2 separate regions of the Mus musculus genome follow, and region 1 is linked to region 2. A link is a contact called in public HiChIP or PLAC-seq data. All regions are on one chromosome and are shown on one strand. Each heading gives the region's core, a stretch centred on a gene start, on an enhancer-like site or on the middle of the called end of the contact. The rest is flanking DNA. Distances are from core to core; before and after follow the strand shown. Region 1 has its middle 28 kb from the start of Gm34069. Region 2 has its middle 82 kb from the start of 1700019J19Rik.

The links. HiChIP or PLAC-seq counts read pairs in DNA pulled down with a chosen protein or histone mark.
Region 1: a contact with region 2 is called in an H3K27ac HiChIP or PLAC-seq map of extraembryonic endoderm stem cells. The contact joins two enhancer-like sites. A contact is called at or near these places in 1 of 484 Hi-C or Micro-C datasets (nephron progenitors) and 1 of 115 datasets of contacts at active chromatin or transcription factors (extraembryonic endoderm stem cells).

What each region holds. Positions count from the first base shown.
Region 1 is chr9:14,233,811-14,238,905 of GRCm38.p6, forward strand. No RefSeq gene overlaps it. Among named protein-coding and RNA genes, the nearest start is that of Gm34069, 28 kb to the right of the region's middle. Within about 2 kb of position 3,836, at least 13 of the 459 cell types and tissues checked have an H3K27ac peak or open chromatin away from gene starts, as enhancers often do. A contact at or near this core is called in extraembryonic endoderm stem cells, where this site is marked.
Region 2 is chr9:14,005,020-14,010,501 of GRCm38.p6, forward strand. No RefSeq gene overlaps it. Among named protein-coding and RNA genes, the nearest start is that of 1700019J19Rik, 82 kb to the right of the region's middle. Within about 2 kb of position 1,407, at least 19 of the 459 cell types and tissues checked have an H3K27ac peak or open chromatin away from gene starts, as enhancers often do. A contact at or near this core is called in extraembryonic endoderm stem cells, where this site is marked.

The DNA of each region.
Region 1 (5,095 bases), core at 2,586-5,085, 230 kb after region 2:
GTTTCAAAGGTGAGTGCAGACTGAGCAGTAGGCAGCTGACTCTATGAAATGCACCCTGCTGGGTGCGGCAAAAGAAACTTAAGCTCTTAGCTCACGCATCTGGAATTTGTCTTGTGCCTGCTAAGTGCAAATCTGCAGGTTTAATGATTAATTGGAATGACAACAGAGGCCTGTGCAGGGTGGGTGATGTCTATGGAAGACTGGCTGCATCTCTCTGTGCAGTTAGAAGCCCAGGAAGCCGAGGCCATGAAGTTGATGGAAAAGCAGCCCTCCACCAGAGAGACCCGGAAGCCACCTTAAAGCTGCCACTTCACTTGCATACGGAAGAGGAAAGCTGTGACACCTAAGAAGGGAAAGAGGAAGGAGTTATGTTATCTTATTTCCTCTCCACTAGTTGACCTTTGACTTCTGTGTTTTGTCCACTCCACCTGTGGAAAAGTCCCTTCAGGGTTTAGGAAACTGGAACTCTGGATTGCTGGGCTGTTGAGTCCCGCTCTCAGCCCTTTAAATCAGCCCTTTTGAGGAACTTTCACCTCTTCTAGCTCCTTATACTTGCGAGATTAAAAATCCTTAAATTAAAAACAACTCTTTCCTAAACTGGGCGTGGTGGCGCACGCCTTTAATCCCAGCACTCGGGAGGCAGAGGCAGGCGGATTTCTGAGTTCGAGGCCAGCCTGGTCCACAAAGTGAGCTCCAGGACAGCCAGGGCTATACAGAGAAACCCTGTCTCGAAAAACCAAAAAAAAAAAAAAAAAAAAAAACCACAACTCTTTCTCCTACTGTGATGACCTGTGGTTAACTCATCTAATAGGTCAGCTTAGAGTCCAGTTTCTGTGTTTTACCTCTTAAGCAATTAGCTCCACAAAGCCTTTTGTATAGTGGGCTACAAGAACTGTCCTCACTGTGGTCATGAAAACTGGATGCAATTAGATAATGCCCAGTGTCTCACACATGACACGCTTCCCTTTGTCATTGTCCTTCACTAGCCTGAGAGCAGTTGATGACAAATAAAAATCTTAAGAGACTTGATGAGCCAGCATTTGTCTGTTGTACCTGAGCCCACTGCAGCTGAGCCCCATGCTGTTTGGTGGTGCACGGCTCTGGGGCTCGCTGGCTACGCACCAAGGTTAGTTGGGTGCTGGGGAGCAAGGTGAGTGCCACTCATCTGTCCTGCTGTGCCTGTGCTCTGTACCTGGTCCTCAGAACTGAGTCACGTGACGGAACTCACACTAACTGTCTTTAGAATCAAATGCAGGTCCGGGGTATCTCCAAGACAACAACAGCCCAGCAATCCAGAGTTCCAGTTTCCTAAACCCTGAAGGGACTTTTCCACAGGTTTGGAGGCAACAAGATATGCATTGCCTGCCTCATTATTTGTCACTGCCTGTCCCCGGACTCAAGTCCTTTCCTTTCTTGCCAATATGCAATCTTCTCACATGGCTTTCGAGTGCTCATGCCTAGACCTTCATGGCGGTGACTCACACCTTAGTTACTGAGCCTGTGGGGTTTGTGCAGTGTCCTAATAGCACAGGCCTGGGCCTACTTTCCAAGTCTTCCATTTGTTAGTGGAACTGAGCTCCTTGTCCCTAATTGTACCTGGTTTTAAATTTCCAGCCTTTACACCTTTGCTCTCTGTTTACTCCGTTCTTTGCCTTCCCCCTGCTGACCCACATTACCTCATTTTGTCAATATTCTTCTGTCTTCGTGAATTCAGCTCAAACATGCCCTCTCTTGCACCTTGTTCTTGCCTGCTCTATCTCTCTTCTTCCTCCTCTGAGTCTCAACTTCTCTTATGCAAAGTTCACTTGGAGTGTCATTTTCAAACTACACATTTCTTCCTCTAGCTCAGTATGCCATGCTAGGTAGTCACTTCTCTGATATAATTTGAGATCCTACAAAATGTTTTGGGAATAGCTAAGGGCTGATTGGCTGATCCAAGCAAGGTATCCATAAGTCAAATAACTTATCAGCTATCCAACATGAGCAAACATAGTGTCCAAGTGCCAGGGAAACACAGGTGATTGACTAGGCAAAATCTTTGTTCTTGAAGACCCTATGTTTTATACAAATAAATTCTAGAAGTATTTTAAAAACCGAGGTGTAGAATGTTCCTTCTGTTCCTTCTGTGGTAGGAGAATGTATTCCAGACTGGTACCTCTTTGTTATTCTGTTAAAGTCATGCCTAATTAAGGTCCTACCACCTAGTGTTTACTTTAACAGATATCATTGCATTTGATCCTGACAACAGTGCTAAGAAGTCAGAACTGTTGCAACATTTGAGGAAACAATGGCTCGGTGAAGGCCAATACTCTATCCAAGCCTACAAGAGTGAGCCCAGGAAGACTCAGAGTCTGCTTTACTGTGAGAAGTTCTATCCACCAGCCATGGTATCACCCAAGAGTCTCCATACTGACACAAGCCACTTGACCCATGGGTTGCCTTTTCTGGTTTTCCACTTGTAAGTTTCCCAGAACTCAGTCTTCATGGCTAAAACTCTACACATCACTTGACACATTTTCAGATGAAAACATTTGTGCCACAAATTTCAATGAGTTCTTTCAGAAGCACCACCAGCTATCCCTTTGTCTATAGAATGTTACAAGACTACCACTAATTTAGGTTCACCTACAGCTACAGAGTTGCCTTTGACAGGGTCATTACACCCCAGACTCCTAAGAGGACCTCGTACTCACAGAGTCCCCCTGTTTCTGCACACAGTGTCACTGGTTAGTTTGTAAAGTATTCTTTAAAAGTCATGTTCTCCGTATAGGTGGCCTTAGTAGGATTTGATATGACTTTTATCCAAGATTATCCGTGGAACAACGATAGGCAGACAGGCTAGTCTATAAAAGAAGGCATGTGGAGGGAGCTGGAATTGAGCTCTATTTCCCTGACTACCATACATATGAAACATATTCCTCATAAGTAAAAGTTCACTAAATAAAGTCTATGGGTAAGTCATTCATTTTAAGAATCACTTTGAGAACACCGTAAAGTGAATTAGAGTATGGTCACAAGAAAATTGACTTCATGTTAAAAATAAATTTGATTCCTGATTCCACTCACGTATATGGGTGGCAAGATACAACATAAGTACATGCTTTCTTCTGTAAAATGGAGCTATGCTATTTGACTATCACAAGGGAACAGTGAATATCATGAAGCATGCAGATGGGGGTTGATTCGGGGTGACTCCTCACTGCTAAGTCCACTAAAAATTACATATTTTTGTTGTTGTTCTTGGTTTATAAACCATCATTTAGAAAAAGCAGACCGCACCTGGGGAACACTCTTAGCCTCGTTTGCAAGTTCTTATAGCCGAGCTCTGGATGGGGCTGGTGTATGGTGTCTTGCACTGAGCACTTCGTGTTCTTTTGGAGGTGTCTCCCACAGCACTCACCCAGCACCTGTGAGTGCATTCAGGCCTTTAGCTTGAGAGGTTCACAATAGAGAGTGTTCCAAAGCCCAGAAACACCAGTTACCTCATGCAAGCAGATGTTCTTCCAAACATTGGCACTGCAATCTGTGCTGTGTCATGGGCTACTCTTGTTGAATTCTGAGTAGAGTAAGTGAGTGAAATCCCAAGATCTTGGAAGGACACTCCTTAAAGGATGAAAAGCTAATGCCATCTCTTTCTATTTAACATCCATTCCCATAGAAGATACCACCAAGGTTAACTCCAAAGCCTTTGGCACAGCCCCTGCACTGTTTTCAGGTTCACATTGGAGTATCAACAAATGAACCTCCTCCTGTGAGACGCTGTTGTAACACAGCACTGTCTTTAGGCAAAGCTTCCACATTAATCATCGAAGAGAAAAGAGAGTATGAGCAACAATGGCCTGGCCACTGCCAAGCCCAACCACCTCAAGGAAAACCTCTCACCCGTGCTGTTGAAGGGCAGGCACTCAAGAGTTAGTGCCCTTTCTATTCTCTAATCAGTTCAGGGAGATAGATACTGTTGCCTTCCACCTACAGATAAGGATGATGATTACGGTGAGGTTAAACAGTTGCCCATGACCACACAGCCTGTGACTGATTAAAACCACAAGTTAATTTTTACCACATTTGATTTTCAGCTGTGAAACATCATCTTTAAGATCTTTCCCTAGCTCTGTCCCCCTTCCCTTTAATTCCTTCTAAAAATTGATGGTCAAAAATATTTCAAGTTGGCCACGGCTCTCCATACACAAATACCGCTGGGAGAAAGCTGGTCTCCCAGGAGTGCTGACACACCTGTGAGCACAGGTAAGACCACCACTTCTGCTCAAATTCCTGGCCCAAGAAGGACCCTCCTAGGGCCATAAGGACACAGGAACCAAGGAACAGCTGGGGACAAAACTCATTTGGAATAACAAAACACCCAGGATAGCAGAAACTATTCTCAACAATAAAAGAACTTCTGGTGGAGTCATCCCTGACCTCAAGCTGTATTATAAAGCAACAGTGATAAAAAAGAACTGCATGGTATTGGTACAGAGACAGGCAGGAAGACCAATGGAATAAAATTGAAGACCCAGAAATGAACCCACACACCTATGATCATTTGATCTTTGACAAAGGAGCTAAAACCACCCAGTGGAAAACAGACAGCATTTTCAACAAATGGTGCTGGTTCAACTGGCAGTTATCATGTAGAAGAATGCAAATTGATCCATTCTTCTCTCCCTGTACAAAGCACAAGTCCAAGTGGATCAAGGGCCTCCACATAAAACCAGATACACTGAAACTAATAGAAGAGAAACTGAGGGAAAGCCTTGAACACATGGGCACAGGGGGAATGTTCCTGAACAGAACACCAATGTCTTACACTCTAAGATCAAGAATCAACAAATGGAACCTCATAAAATTGCAAAGTTTTGTAAGGCAAAAGACACTGGCAATAGGACAAAATGGCAACAAGCAGATTGGGAAGAGATCTTTACCAATCCTACACCCGATAGAGGGCTAATATCCAATGTATACAAAGAACTCAAGAAGTTAGACTCAGAGAACCAAATAACTCTATTTTAAAATGGGGTACAGAGGTAACCAAAGAATTCTCAGCTGAGGAAACTCAAATGGCTGAGAAGCACCTAAAGAAATGTTCAACATCCTT
Region 2 (5,482 bases), core at 157-2,656:
AAAGTACACTATTGTCTTCCTTCTGCCATGTGGGATCCAACACGGAACTCGGATCATCAGGCTTGGAGGCTTGTTCCTTTATCCCCTGAGCCATCTAGCTGGCTCAGAACATCAGTTTCATGACATATGGAAACAGGCACAATAATCTTCCCTCGAGTTTTCCAGGGAGTACGAACTGAGAAACTGTATGTAAATCACTTAGAATCCACGGGCACACAGTATGAATGGACCTTTTAGTTCTCTCTCCCAAACTTGGCAGAAAAACTATCTGATTGATCTGTAAATCATTTGTGTGTATTTACTATAACCCATACCTACAGTCCCCAACACAGACAAAGCACATTGACACAGCAAGTCTCACTTCAAGGCCTTAGGAGAGAGGACAGAGAAACCCCAAACCATCCAGGAAGAAGAAGTCACAAGCAGAAATCAGAGAGCAGAAATGCTAGATAATCAGAGAGATCGGGCTAGAGTGGTAAATGTGATTCTAGAGCCCAGAGGAAAGTTGTCCAAAAGCATTCAGAGGGGAGCAGCGGGTCTCACATCACAAGCTTCCTGAAGGGAGGAGTGGGAAGAACAACTGGGTCCCCATGGAAGGAAGGCCTTGCCTGACTCTCAGCATCTGCAGTGAGTGGGCCAGGCCTGCCTGAGAGCATCATGGAGCGGTGAGGAACGCCAACTATTCTTAGCTCTCTCTTCAGAAGTTTGCTTTTATTTATTTATTTTTTACTCTTAGTTTCCTCAGACTCTGCCTTATAAAATCACTTCATTCTCTGACAGGCTGGTGGGACAGGCTTTGCTGCATTCTGGAAGTCTGGCAAGCTCAGCTCCCAGTTCTCACTGGGTACAAAGGGTGACTGTCCTGCCTGTTGAAGAGCCTGAGAGCTTGTCAGCAGCCTCTTGGGAAGCTCCATTATACAATGTCCAACTATCCCTGCCCTAAATCTATCAGGCTAGGAAAACAATGGGCAGAAAGTCACTTCACAAGAACTTTCCCTGATGCCACTCATTCGAGATAAGAAACAGTTATCTAAAAGGGTGTGTTGACTCTCCTGCTGGTAGACCTGGAACTTGGAATAGGCTGCCATCTTTTAAATCCACCCCCTATTAATTACATATCTGTTGCTGTGATAGAACACCAAGACACCTTATGGGAAGTTTATTTGGACTTATGATTCCAGAGGGACAAGACACAATCCTGTTTTATCCAAAGAGCCTGTCAGAGAAGGAGGTGATCTATAAACCAGGGTCTGAGCAAACTAAAAGGGAAAAACAAAGAAAAAACAAAGAAAGCCTGGAGCAGGGGGATTAGAGCAGTTTGCTCTCTTCACAGGCCCATGGTGCTCTGGGGCAGGCTTAGCAAATAGACTGGCTGTCACATGGCACATTGCAAAGGCACTGCAGACTTGTTGATAACAGATCAAGGGGAAGTTTGGCAGCTGGAGGCAGTAATTGTGGTACAAGCAGCATGCTGAGGAGAGCTTACACCCTTTAGTGTAACCATGAAGCAGAGAGAGCAAAGGGGTAGTAGATGAAACTTTATTCTCAAAGCCCAGTGAGGTACTTCCTCCAGCAAGGCTGCACATCTCAGCCTCCCCAGACAGCACCGATGGGGGACCATGTATTCAAATGGCCAAGATAGTAAAAGACATTGATCATTCTGACCATTCTGCCTCCTGATTCATGATGCCTGATAGGAAAGCCTCACTAAGGAGGGCCAAGCTGCCTCACACTCTTGGACTTCAAAAGGTTAATTATCACCGAACCATAGCAGAACAAGGAAGAATGTGAGTCAGTGCTCTCAAATGCTTCTAGAAGACTTTGCATTTTCATATCTTCTAAAAGACATTCACGCTCCATGAGAAAAACTTGGCATGCTCTCTGAGAAAGCTGGGCAGAGTCAGGTCATAGACCTTGGGATATGACTTTGTTAAGAGTTGATATTAATTCACAGGCATGGAGGATCTGTGACACATTGGTAGCAGAGAGTGGTGGTCTTTGCTTCTTCACAGACAGCAACCAGCAAATAATTCCTTTCAGATACTCCTGGAATACCAAGGGGCGCTGCAGGTGACTGCTCCCCAGCAAACCCATGAGAAGCCATGGTGTGTATATGCATGTGTGTGTGTGTGTGTGTGTGTGTGTGTGTGTGTGTGTGTACACGCACATGTATGTGCCTGTGTAGAAAACTAAATTGTTATTCATGAGACCTGACACAAAAGAGTATCTGCTGTTTTGCCGAGAGGCATGTTTGAAGATGCAAACATATGCATTTGACTTAGTGGGCTGATGCTGGGATGCTGGGTGGTGTGGACTACATGCCACAAGAAGGAGCAGCCTGTACAGGGCCTGAATGTGAGATGGAGTCTAGCTCCTTCATCGGGTCTGGAGCAAGGTATGGCATGGAAATGGTTGGCAGTGGAGCTAGAGATGTTCACATGTACATACTGACCAGACAAAATGAGCAATCTAGAAGTTATCTCTGTTTGGTCACAGCTGACTTCCTCTCTGTTCTCCCTTTGTCCTCTCTCCATTCCACGGTGGTGCCTTTGACATAACTGTGACAGCTGTTCAATATTTCTTTTAGTAGCAGAAAGTCATATTTCACTCATGTACTATGGGGTTTAGGTGAATTGAAAGCTTCTCTTCCCTATCCCCCAAACTTGGGATAGACTTGTGACCCAGAATTAGCCAATAAGATCACGGCATTTTCTGACCACTGAACTTGGTTCAGAAACATCTACAAACCAATCTGTCTTAGGACCTGTACAGGGCTAGAAGTTTGGCTGTATGAATGGAGTAATGACTCCAGAAATCACAACACCATTACTTCACCGAGGTGGGTGAATAGAAAAGTGTAAGTTTAGAACTCTTCTTCACTCTATTTGTCACCGTTAGAATACCCAGCCTGAGACTAGTCCCGTATTCAGGATAGCAGAGCTGCACAGCAGAGAAAGACAAATCACACACTCTGAGTACCTGACTCTTGCTATGCTTGAAGCTACTTCACATCCTCACTTGCCAGTAACAAGTGATAAATCCCTTTTCCAACTAAATACATGTTACTTACAGATGAAGTGGCTTCAAACCTTATCTCCTTGCAACTCTGACCCCTGAGTCCTGATGCCTTAGAATGCTTGCTAACTGGACTTGACCCAAGGATTCTGGAAAAGGAGGCATAGGAAGTATTAGTCTACCATGCATGGCTCTAAATACCTTTAACTACTTAGATTTCCTACTCTGAATCTTTCTTTTAATACATGTTTGTTGGGGGCTATTCTGGCATCTAATGATAGATAAGGCCTTACCCAACATCTATGTGGTCACCTTGGGTCTAGGCAATGATTCATTAGTTTACCCATTCTAATTTCCTCACCCTGCTTAAAACATCATTGTACCCAATGGAATATAGGGCATTGGTTACTATCAGGACCCACAGGCATAAATGATACCATAAAAGAAAACAACAGTTTTTGGCTAATTAGAATCAATCTGGTACCACCCAGTGGCTGCCGTATAAACCCAGTCCCCACTGTGAAATAGCAGCCAGCAGGACTGTCTTCATTTGCATGGCAGGAATTTCATGGTGGGAACCCTAACCCAATGGACATCTCTCAAATAAAAGCCACCCTGTGCCAGTCAAGTACCACTGCTATTGCCCAGTCCCTCAGCTTTCTTGTAGCGTGTAGAAAAAAACGAGCCATTTTCTACTCTGCCCTTCTCTGCGCCACAACACCCACCTTCAAAGACTCATTGACACTGTGTAACCAGTATTGGACTGCAACAAAAATAGCAACAGTTTCCTAAGCCTGTTGTGCTAGTCCACTAGTCTGCTTTCTGCCTACATCCTCAGTGTGCACACACAGCTCCATGCACAGAAACCATTCTCTATGACCTGATGAGCTTGCTCCTCTCTATCACTGAACACTCTCTTTGCCCACAATGTCCTTCTAGCCCTCTTCAGGACATAGATCCAAAACTCCTCACCCACCAATCCTTCTCAGACTAGGTCAACTTCTTTTTTGAACACCTGAAAAATATCTGCACAAAAGTTAGCCATTTATCATCTTGGAGTGGCTGTTTATTTCTATAGTCAGGTTAGTGGTTCTCAACCTATAGACCATGGCCCTTTTGGGGTCTCAAATAACCCTTTCATTGGGATTGCATGTCAGGTATACTGCATATAAGATATTTATATTATGATTTGTAACAGGAGCAAAATTACAGTTAGAATGGCAATGAAAATAACTTTTGCTTGGGATCACCACACCCTGAAGTACTGTATTAAAGGCTCCCAGCATCAGTAAGCTTGAGAAGCAAGGGAACAGGGTCTCAGTGCTATAGCTCAGACTGGTGTGGGGCTCACTATGAAGCCCAGGCTGGCCTCAACCTCATAATGATCTTCCGGCCTCTTGAGTGCTGGAATCTTAGGTTTGAGCCACCATGCCCATCTGAGTATTTGCTTTGTTTTCTATCCCTAACTAGATTTTATCCAAACTCCTACACAGATGTGGTCCTCAACAATTGTTTCTTAATACGTTCGTTTCATTCCAAACAATTATTTCCATTGGGTAATGAATGCTGAAGTTGTAAATAAATTTAAGAAGAGACCTTGCCTTCCCAGACCTACAGCCCTACAGAAAGCCTGCACAGCTTGCCTTCGCTCCTGTCTTGTTATTTTAGATTTAAAATTAGAAACATATGTTGATTTGCAAGACGGGCATTTTTCCTTGTTTTTTTTCCCCCTGCACTTCTGAATAAACCTTTAAAACCCCACTATGTCAAGAAACAGCAATGAAAATGAAAAAGCGGGAGTGGGTAGGTTGGGGAGCAGGGTAGCAGGAGGGTATAGGGGACTTTTGGGATAGCCTTTGAAATGTAAATAAAGAAAATATCTAATAAAAAAGTTGTTAACTCAAAAAAATGTCAAATTATAATACTGCCTTCTGCAATACACACACACACACAGAGAGACACAGACACTAACACTCACATAAACACAAATCTACACAAACACACCAACACACAAATATACTACACATAAACTCTCATATACACATTAACATACAAGGAGACACACACAGAGACAAATACACACAGGCACACATAAACACACATGCACATACATAGTCACACAGACAAACACACAGCACTGTTGGTATATTTACAAAGATCCATGTAGAGAAATAGAAATCTAGTTTTAGATTTGAATTTTTCCCTCAAGTCATAAAACATAAACAAACAAACAAACAAGAAACCACAGACATTAACTGAAACTCCAGTGTATAAAACCTCTTAGTCATCACCACCAGGCTCTTTCAAAAACCAATTTCCTGGTGAAAAGACTGATTCATAGCTCGTGAAATCGTGGTTCCTGCCTGCCTGCCTGATGAATGGAAGCAATTGAAAAGGTCACCACTAGGGCTCAGGTTTGACATGGGGCCTTCCGAAAGAGGAGCTGGGCTTAAACTGCTGCTGTGAG